Linked DNA regions of Mus musculus: region 2 is linked to region 1. The links are chromatin contacts, called in public promoter capture Hi-C maps. All regions are on one chromosome and are shown on one strand. The core of a region is the stretch at or near the end of the contact, and the rest is flanking DNA. Distances in the headings are between cores, read along the strand shown. Region 1 has its middle 32 kb from the start of Limch1. Region 2 overlaps Limch1 (LIM and calponin homology domains 1).

The links. Capture Hi-C pulls out chosen DNA fragments and counts their contacts.
Region 2: a contact with region 1 is called in a promoter capture Hi-C map of adipose tissue. The contact joins two enhancer-like sites. A contact is called at or near these places in 10 of 39 promoter capture datasets (the C10 cell line, the HPC-7 cell line, cranial neural crest and 6 more), 1 of 15 datasets of contacts at CTCF or cohesin (the NIH/3T3 cell line), 2 of 484 Hi-C or Micro-C datasets (embryonic fibroblasts and forebrain), 15 of 115 datasets of contacts at active chromatin or transcription factors (SST interneurons, craniofacial prominence, differentiating embryonic stem cells and 11 more) and 5 of 9 other capture datasets (adipose tissue, embryonic stem cells, liver and 2 more).

What each region holds. Positions count from the first base shown.
Region 1 is chr5:66,710,905-66,715,875 of GRCm38.p6, reverse strand. No RefSeq gene overlaps it. Among named protein-coding and RNA genes, the nearest start is that of Limch1, 32 kb to the left of the region's middle. Within about 2 kb of position 2,610, at least 23 of the 459 cell types and tissues checked have an H3K27ac peak or open chromatin away from gene starts, as enhancers often do. A contact at or near this core is called in adipose tissue, where this site is marked.
Region 2 is chr5:66,977,034-66,982,004 of GRCm38.p6, reverse strand. All of the region lies in intron 8 of Limch1 (LIM and calponin homology domains 1), which reads right to left. Among named protein-coding and RNA genes, the nearest start is that of Gm33040, 20 kb to the left of the region's middle. Within about 2 kb of position 2,319, at least 105 of the 459 cell types and tissues checked have an H3K27ac peak or open chromatin away from gene starts, as enhancers often do. A contact at or near this core is called in adipose tissue, where this site is marked.

The sequences.
Region 1 (4,971 bases), core at 1,361-3,860:
GGACTTGTTTTTTAAATTTTGCTTTTAAGAGTTTTCACATGCCTTGAATGTTTTCCCATAGGAGAGAAGTCTCCTGGCTCGTGCAATCCATTGTAATCTTGGAATGCTCAAGAGGCGACTCTACAAGGCATTGTGTTCTTTCATTGCCTGTGGGGGTGGGGAGATTTCCTGGCTGTGTCAAAAGATGGCCATGTGTCCTCTTATCCAGGAGTCACTGGGCCTCTTAGTGGAGTCTAAGGCCCAGGAGATAAAGTCAATTCTGCAGGTCGGACCACAAGCCTGTGGTGCTGACAGGCTACTCCGAGTTCATGGCTGACACAGTGGGAACCAAAGATTGGGGGCATCAGAAGATGGAGGTGTGTAAAGAAGTGGAGGAGCCTGGCTCACTCAGCACACTGTCAGATGGCAGTGGAAAGGAAACAGGCTCTTGTGAGCAAAAAGCTTCCCCTGAGTGGAAACTGACCCTCCAAGAAGGTGGTGAAAGCCACATACTAAAACTGTGTGCCCATAGTTTCCAGCCGCCACCACAGGACCAACTGTTAGATGTGGGGGCAACTCTTTCAGTCCCTCTTTTCTGGTGTGTGTGTGCATGTACGTCATTTTAAACCAAAGGAAGACTGTCAATGTCCTCTTCTGTCATATGGCACTTTTCTTGAGATAGTGTCTCTCACTAAACCTGGCTCTGGCCTTTTTCACCTGAGCTAGCTGGTCAGTAAGCCTTAGCAAGCCTCCTGTCTGCCACCCATGCAGCAGTGGGGTCACAAACACATGGAGCTACACCTGGCTTGATCACCATCATCACTGCATATATACAAAAGTCAGAACTCAGGTCTACATGGCTGCTCAGCACTCACTTCCATTCGCTGAGCCATCTCCCCAGCTCTTAGTATGTTCAAAATGCAGATTTAGGGAGCCTGTCTCTGGATGGTCTGAAGCAGTGGATCTTCAGGGGAATTCAGGAATTAGTGTTTCAATTTTTTTTCCAGTTAATTGTGTGTATACGTTTCCAGGAGGAGGTTCAATTGTGCACATGTGTGCGCTGTCCAAGGCGGTGTCAGTTCCCTTCCAACTAGAGTTTCAGGTAGCTGTGAACCACCAGACATGAGTGCTAGAAACCAGATTCCACTTTCTGCAAGAGCAGAACAGCTCTGAAACTCCAGTCATCTGGCAAACCTGGAAACGGACTGGGTTTTGTTTTGTCTTTTCTGTTTGGTGGCCTGGTTATTTTGTTTCTATTTTGAGATAGGGGTTTGCTGTGTCCCACCTGCTGGATCACCTGGAACTTGCTATATGGACCAGGCTAGCCCAAATACTCAGAGCTCTGCCTGTCTGACTCTCTGCCTGTCCTGAGCACAGAGACACACCCGGCTTAGCGGATTTGTAGCTTTAACTGCTTCCCAGGGGATTCTAATAAGCAGAGAAGAGGGTGAGCCACTGTGGTGTCGGGATAATGTGCCTATGTTTGAGCAGAAAAACGTCTTTCAGTTATGGCACGTATGTTTGTCCCAGCAGCATTTCAGGTGATCAAGTTAAGATAAGGTACCAGGCACAGAGAGGATAGCTAGAATTTCTGAGATTGCAGGTCAGAAAAAAAACATCTTCATAGCATAGATACCCTTTGGGAGGATTTGTTCCTCTTCCAGCAAGTCCTGCCTAAGATTCACTAGACAGGAAAACAGTCGGAGAGTTGAGCCCATCAGCGGACCAGAGAGGCAGGAAGTTTAAGGACCTAAGAATTTCTAAAGATACCCCTAGTAATTTAAGAGAGAAAAAAATGGGTGTGGAAGTATTATGGTTTGTATTAAAAATGTCCTCCCACAGGCTTGAGTGTTGGAATGCCGGGTTCCCAGCTTGTAGCCTTTGGGAGTCTTTGCAATACAAGTCATGGTTGGCAGAGGAGAGGCAGCATCTGATAGCCCAGCCCTGGCTCTCTGCTTCCTTATCTACTTAGCATAAGAAACAACATGGTGAACCCGAACCCCATCAGCTGAGCCACTCCAGATGCCCTGTTCCCCGTCGTCGTCGTCGTCCCCCCCCCCCCCCCAACCACCATGACGGACTGAATCCCCTGAATCTAAAAAAATTAAAAAATAAAAAAGTCACTTCTGGGACTGGAGCACGACAGGATTTGGATTCAGTTTCCAGCAGCCACTCCTGGGGATCACAACTGCCTGTAATTCCAGTGCCAGGGGATATGACGCCCCCTTTCGGTGTCTTCTGGTATGGCACCATCATTGGCTCGCATGTGACACACATTTCTACACACCCACAAAAGGAGGGAGAGAGGAAGGAAAGGAGGGAGAGGGGAAGGAAAGGAGGGAGAGAGGAAGGAAAGGAGGGAGAGAGGAAGGAAAGGAGGGAGAGAGGAAGGAAAGGAGGGAGAGAGGAAGGAAAGGAGGGAGAGAGGAAGGAAAGGAGGGAGAGAGGAAGGAAAGGAGGGAGAGAGGAAGGAAAGGAGGGAGAGAGGAAGGAAAGGAGTCTTCCTCAGATTGCTTCTGTCAGGCATTTAGTCACAGAGATGAGACATGAAACCTTCTCTAGGAGCCAGTCAGCAAGGTGGCTCCCCCTCGCTGACTGCTGGTGTTTCCTCACTGTGCTCCCACAGCAGAGAGCAAGCATTGGGCTAACACTCTTCCACAGCTGGCCGTGAGAAACCCTGTGGCTTCCATGCAGGGCTCTCTTGATCCTTTCTGCTCCCTTCTTAGGCCCTAGCCTGTGGTGAGAACACTCAGCAGCCTGTGGAGAGCCCCTCACAAGGACGAGCTGGCTCAAGAGCCCAAGTTTGCGGACAACACAGGGCTGTGGGTGTGGACCTTCCAGCCCCGGTCAGGCTTTCAGATGACTGTAGCCCTGGCTAATGGGTTAGCTGTGACCTCAAGAGAGACCCTAAGTGGAGCTACACCCTGATCGTCTCCCAAATTCCTGGCCCTCAGACACTGTGAGGTAATAAGTGTTTGTTGTTCTCAGCTGCTAAGCTTTGGACTGATTGTGAGGCAAGCGGCAATAACACAAATGTCGTCTCCCAATCTAGCTTCTGTTTATCTAAATCATGGAGTGTTTTAGTAAATCTCCATCTCGCTCTCCCTTCCTTTGTCCATTCCTCCTGCCCAGGCTACAGCTTCTTGCTGTGTAGCCCTGCCTGGCCTTGAATTTACAAGAATCTTCTTGCTTTTTCTCTCTTGTTCTCTTACCCTCTTACCCCTCTCTCCCCATTCCCCTCCCCCTCTCTCCATGCTCCATGTGTTCATGGCCGGCCTCTCCTCTCCTCTCCTCTCTTCTCCTCTCCTCTCCTCTCCTCCCCCTCCTCCCCTCCTCCTCCTCCTCTTCCTCTCTCTCTCTCTCTCTCTCTCTCTCTCTCTCTCTCTCTCCTCCTTTCCCAACTCCCCCTCCCATGCCCTAAATAAACTCTATTCTATACTAAAAAAGGAAAAAAAAAATTCTTCCTGCCTCTGAATCCTGAGTGCTGGAGTTACAAACATATACATTCCCAGCAATATCAACTTTTCTTGGAGTGTTTGTGTGTGTGTGTGTGTGTGTGTGTGTGTGTGTGTGTGTGTGTGTGTGCAATATATGTGCACATGTGCAGATCATAAATTATAACATTCCTGTATACTGTACCCAGATCAAGAAATGTAATATTAAGAGCTCAGCTGGGCCGGGCGGTGGTGGCGCTCACCTTTAATCCCAGCACTTGGGAGGCAGAGGCAAGTGGATTTCTGAGTTCGAGGCCAGCCTGGTCTACAGAGTGAATTCCAGGACAGCCAGGGCTACATAGAGAAACCCTGTCTGGGGGGGGGGGGGTGCGGGGGGGGGGGGGAAGAGGAGCTCAGAAGCGCCCTCTTGCCCCTTTCCCACCACTAAAGAAAGCCCTTCCTTGTGAAAGGCAATCACTATGGTCATGAAAATAGCCCTGCTTGCTCCTGGCCTTTCTATGAATGGATGACACTCCTTTGTATTTGGTTTCTTGACCTCATCTTGTGGGTAAGATCTAGCCTTTGTGTGTGACAAGTACCCTGTGAGGATATTTAGCTCAGAACACAGCGTAGATAGAGCACTTTGCCTAAGTGTGAAAAGACCTATGTTTAGCTATTGGATTGTCTTCTTGATCTTAGGAGTTAGTTGTGCACTCTGATCACCTTTGTCAGCTCCATGAAATACACTTTCCTCCCGTATTGTGGGCTTTTCATTCTCTCCGTGGGCTCTTCCAGTGAATAAAGTACTGTGTCTCTCTGTAGTCTAATTTATTATTTTCTTTGTGGTCTGGGCTTTCGTGTCCTGCTGGAGAAATTATTACTTCCACCAACGTCATAAAGATATTCTTGCTTCCTCGTAAATGCTCTGTTTTTATAAATTACATATGGAACTGGTGTGTGTGTGGACTGTAGAGCTTAAACGTTAGAATTCCTCTTCCCTGTGAAGCCATCCCTCTTTGTGCTTTATTACCCCTTTGTCAGAAACTTAGTTACACGTGCTTGATTTCTGGGCTGTCTATTGCGTTCTGGTCTCTGCCCTCCTTTGCAGCACTGCTCTCTAACAGCAAGAGCACCTTGGGTCTTGATGGCTAATACGTTCTTAAAGACTTCAGCCAGCCGAGCGGTGGTGGCACACGCCTTTGATCCCAGCACTCGGGAGGCAGAGGCAGGCGGATTTCTGAGTTCGAGGCCAGCCTGGTCTACAGAGTGAGTTCCAAGACAGCCAGGGCTGGCTATACAGAGAAACCCTGTCTTGAAAAACCAAAAAATAAAAAATAAAAAGACTTCAGCTTAGATCGCTCTTTCGAATTTTCATATACGTTGAAACGATCAATTTCTCAAGGGTCATAAAATCTAAGACTTTTGAGGATCACATCAATTCTGTATATCCTTAGTAACAACTAACTACAATACAAATATGTCAGATAACTAGCATCAAGTGACTAGCTTTTGAAAGAACTGTAGTGGAAAAGCCACAAACAACATAGAGCTTCCACCT
Region 2 (4,971 bases), core at 1,070-3,569, 270 kb before region 1:
TGCCCTTAAAAGAGCTGCATACTCAACTCTTAGTCTTCTGCCTAGTCCCTCCCTAGACTGTGTTCACTTTCCTCCCTGAATTCTTAGTCGACATGTCTGGCAAAAATCAACTTGGATTGGTTAACTATTGCTATGAAGAACGGTTAGTAGAAAACAACAGATCACTGAATTGCTTCAGAGTCATTAAGCAAAACCAAATTGATTATACCGATGCTGGCCAGTGGATAATGAACATATACTATGTATAATTCCTGATAAGTAGTAATTCTAGCATTAAAATTGCATAGACTATGGCATGTATCCACTCATCCTCATTTTATCAAGTAGAAAGTCTAGGCCAATAAATTTGTACAAGGTCAAACAGCTAGTGCATAGATTCGAATACAAATCAAGGTAGGCTGGTTCCAGGGACTCTGTTCTATGACAATGAATAGACCATTGTGCTATTGACTGGACAAACAACAATGCCAGGAACAGCTTTGAAAGCAGAGCATCTTACAAAAAAAAGGCATTATCATGACTATGAGATCAGGAGAAAGGGAAGTAATTTGGTAACTAAATAAAGGGATTTTTTGTGAGTTGTACTTAGAATAGAGTTGTAAATTGCATTGCACAACAATATTCGGAAGACTGATGGTAGCAGAATGCTAATTCATCATACCTCACAATTTAGGTCAGCATTTAATATCTTACAAAGCCCTTTCAGTAGGAAGCACACACCTACATACCTCACATATTCTTGCACCCCAGTTTGGAGTCAGTCATCATTATGAACCAAGTCTAAGACTAAAACTCTTTCTACTTTTTGACCAGGAGGCCTGGGCTTTCATCTCTGAAAGAATTTGTTAAAATCAAAAGTAAGCATGTATGCAAATGGCCTTGCCAATATACAATGCCAATTTGAGCAGCGTGAATCTGGTACCTTCTATGCATCTTGCAAGCCCAGCTGGTCTGCAAATTCCCCAAGTGTTTCTTTTTAGGCTAGCTGCCCAGTGTGGCAGGACTCGTTTCAAGTGATCTCAATTTAGATATGTATGCTGAATAAAGTTTCTCTATCAATGGCCACTTCAAGATATTCCCGTCTCTGGAATATCTTTACTCCAACCGGAAAACTGTTACTATGAGTAATTCTTGCTCATTGTATGAATTCTTTAAATTGAGAGCTTTGTGGCCATCTCTGAGAGATGAAAAATGATGTAGATTATTGGCTGGCACTACTGACCATGAAGTAAAAAATGCATTGAAGGCAGATATGTAGAAGAATAGTCACAAGTATACACTTACCAAAAAGATTTCAATGACTTCTATTCTGAGTTACTTATTCCTTAAAAACAGCCTATTGCTAAACTCTGGTATATTTTTATTTTTTTTCAATAACCACAAATCTGAGCAGCTAATATGTAGACTGGTGACCATGAGAACTCTACAAACCAGGAATTACGGTGTCCATTTTGCATAGAATAGTAAGGTTCTTAGTTCAAGTTTTATGAACTTAGCTAAATGACTTTAAGTGTACATAAGCAGCAGAGCCAGGCTGTTTAGACTTGCATCTACTGGTAGGGTTGCAATTGATGGGTGGACACGTTTTACTAGAAGGAATATAACCCATTTGTAATTTAAAATGCAGAACCCTGGTGGGACCTGAGGGTACTTGGGAGGCTGAGTCAGGAAGATCACAAGGTCAAGATCTGCTGAGGCTACAGAGAAATGCAGAGCCAGTTTATAACCTGGCAACCCTGCCAGCCTCATGTTAAAAAAAAAAATGGAAAGAAGGAAAAGAAAAAGGACAGGAGAGATTAAGGACCCAGTGCATGGGATAGGGCAGAGAAAATGTTTGTTTTAGCCTGTCTAAGGTTTCTTTATATTTTTCGAAGCATATGAGTCATGGTTAAAACTAACGAATGGAGGAGGAGAGCTGGGGAGTGAGCTCTGTAGCTGAGCCCTTGCTGCACAAGCAAGAGGACCTGGCTTTAAGTGTGCCGCGCCGCCTTAAGGGGAAGTGACTATACACTTGCCTTTAAGTGGGAGCTACGCTAACTCAGTGCTGGGGTGAGGGGCAGAGACAGGGGGCACCAATACAATACACACGATATTCTCCTCTGGCCTCAGCATGCTTAAGAGCACACACACACACACACACACACACACACACACACACACACACACACACACACTATAAATATACTAAGGGAGAGCTGGCATCCCCTTTCACCCCCTTCTACTTGGCAATGAGTAGCCAGCTTGGCTTGGCAGTGAGTTGGTTCTATTCAAAGAAACTGGGCTCTCCAGAAAGGCCTGTTCGTTCTCTTGGGAACGTCACGGGCAACATCAGAAACCTCCCCGTTACCCTGTCTCCAGGCACGGCAGACACATCCAGAGTCACCCGGGTCATGCCTGTCTGGTCTCTAGACTGGGGGATCTGATGAAAGAAGCAGGGAGCCAGCATCTGGTAGAGAGGGACAGAAGAGTATGTGGCTGGCACCGGGCTACATCTGCTCTCCCTCTGAAGATTTCTAAAATGTCGATTGTCCCCTGGAGAGTTGTCTCTCCTCTGTCATTAATTACTACGTGGTCGGGAACGTCCACAGACTAGCAGGATCAGTGAGTGATGAAACACATGCAAATAATTAGGAAAGAAGTACAGTCACGTGAAACCTAGAATCCAGTTACAAAATTCACTTCTCCAATGGGAAACACCAAATAAGAGAACACAAATCTCCATGGTATTTTAATTTAAGGGGAAGTGAATCTTGGTTCTTATTTTACCCTCTTTTAAAAAAAAATCTGGCTTCTTTTGCAGAATCTTATGGGGGAGGCTTAATTAAGTTAACATGGTCATAAAATAAAATAGAACAAAAAGCAGTTTATATACTTTTTAAAAATTTCTATGGAAACTCTAATAAATATTAACTGCCACACATTTATGGAGAAGTCCTACGTTCTGTTCCTTGATGCTTAGATAACCTCCTGATTTATTTTTTCACAAGTAGTGTGGATCCTATAGGCTTCTAACATCATGTGTACATGCCTGTACCTTTGCTCTGTGTGCACATTGGCTTAAAAGTAATGCAACTAGGCATGTGGGGATCCCAGGGAAGGAGACAGAAATGTGGCCTGGCTTTAAAGGTTGGCCCCTCCCGTTACTGTGTATGCCCCTTTCTTGTACAGCACTTCCTGGACAAACAGTCTTTCCCAATTGAGACACTGCCCCTTTATCTTCTAGCTAGGTCCAAAACTATGACAGCCAGAATCCATCTGGATGTCAAACAAGAGACTTGGGGTCAAAGGCTTTGAGAGACATTGGTGTAGTTCAGTGATTTATAGTCTTACTTTCCACACAAGGGGAGTCCTTGGGTTTTTGTTTTTTGCTTTTTGTTTGTTTTTGTTTTTCCTTCATGATTTGCATTTCATTCCAGTTAAGCAACTTTCTGCCACATTAAAAACAGAACCTTAAGTGTGGGTAAACGTAGAATGACTGTCAAGACTACTGTGCCTTGTAACAAAGTTAAGTGACAAAATGTAGGTATGCTGGGCTGGTGGCATGTGCATGTGGCATGTGTATGTGGCATGTGCATGTAGCAGGTGCATGTGGTATGTGTGTGCATGTGTATGTGGCATGTGCATGTGGCAGGTTCATGTGGTATGTGTGTGCATGTGTATGTGGCATGTGCATGTGTATGTGCCATGTGTGTGTTTCATATGTATGTGGCATGGTGGATGTGCTTTTAGGAGTGAACTAGAAACTGAGAACTTGTCTGCCAAATGAGCTTGTCATGGTGACTAGAAGAGATACACGGTGTTGCTATTGGGGACAGTCTCTAGGAATATTTATAGCTGTTTATCAACATGATTTTAAATACAATACTGTGTGAGAAAGTCTGAGGTGTGGTGACATTAACAAACCTGCACACTTCTGCTTCGTAGTTAATTTTTTTAAAAGTTAAATCAGATAACAGCAAACATGTATGTAAGCAAAAATGACTACCTAAATATAATATCTTCCACCAGAACCACATTGTAAACTATGACTCTATGTTTATATATTGAATGAGAATCTTTATGAAAGAATTCAATATTTAATTATAAAAGGTGCTTTCCAGTTACCATGTAGCACTGGTCACTTACAAAACTCCCGTCTTGTACTGGACCTTGTCCCTGGCATCTTCTTGTTCACCCTTTGGCTAAAAGATTCGCAGATATGATAAAATAAAAGTATGTGCGTCAAAGATGTGGAGAGTTGATTTTTTGTGTTCACGCTCTTATCTGTATAACTTAGTAATATTTTCACTGTGTTCCAGCCTTGAAGAGGGGAGACAGAGAAGTTGAGAAAACAGTACATGGTGATGAGATGTTATTCATTTCTGTTTCAGCTTCTCTGGCTTGGTCTCTGGGGTAGGTAGATGCTTGAAGGATACAGGAAAAGTATATTTCCAACACAGTCAAAGAATATTTGAATATTCAGGATATAGTATGATATTATTCTTCATTATTTCAGATAATTGCTTATAATGCAAGAAGGATTTTAAATCAAATTTCTAGTATTTAGTAGGACTACCACAAATAGAGAAGAAATAGATTCTGTGTTTTTTTTTTTTCCTTCGAGACAGGTTTTTTCTGTATAGCCCTGACTGTCCTGGAACTCACTTTGTAGATCAGGCTGGCCTCGAACTCAGAAATCCACCGGTCTCTGCCTCCTGAGTGCTGGGATTAAAGGCGTGCGCCACCACACCCAGCAAGAAATAGATTAGTTTTGTGAATTCTTTTAAAACAACAAAAGCTATCCTACAATTAAATATATAAAAGTCAACCCTGGATATTTCAATTAAATACTAGATCATGGAAATAACCACATAAGAAACATATAGAGAAATACATGTGTGAAATCAGATGTATCAATATAGACAAAGTACCTGAATCTGGCTGCCACGTCAACTCTGACCAGCTCTATAGATTACGTACTCTCGTTGCTAT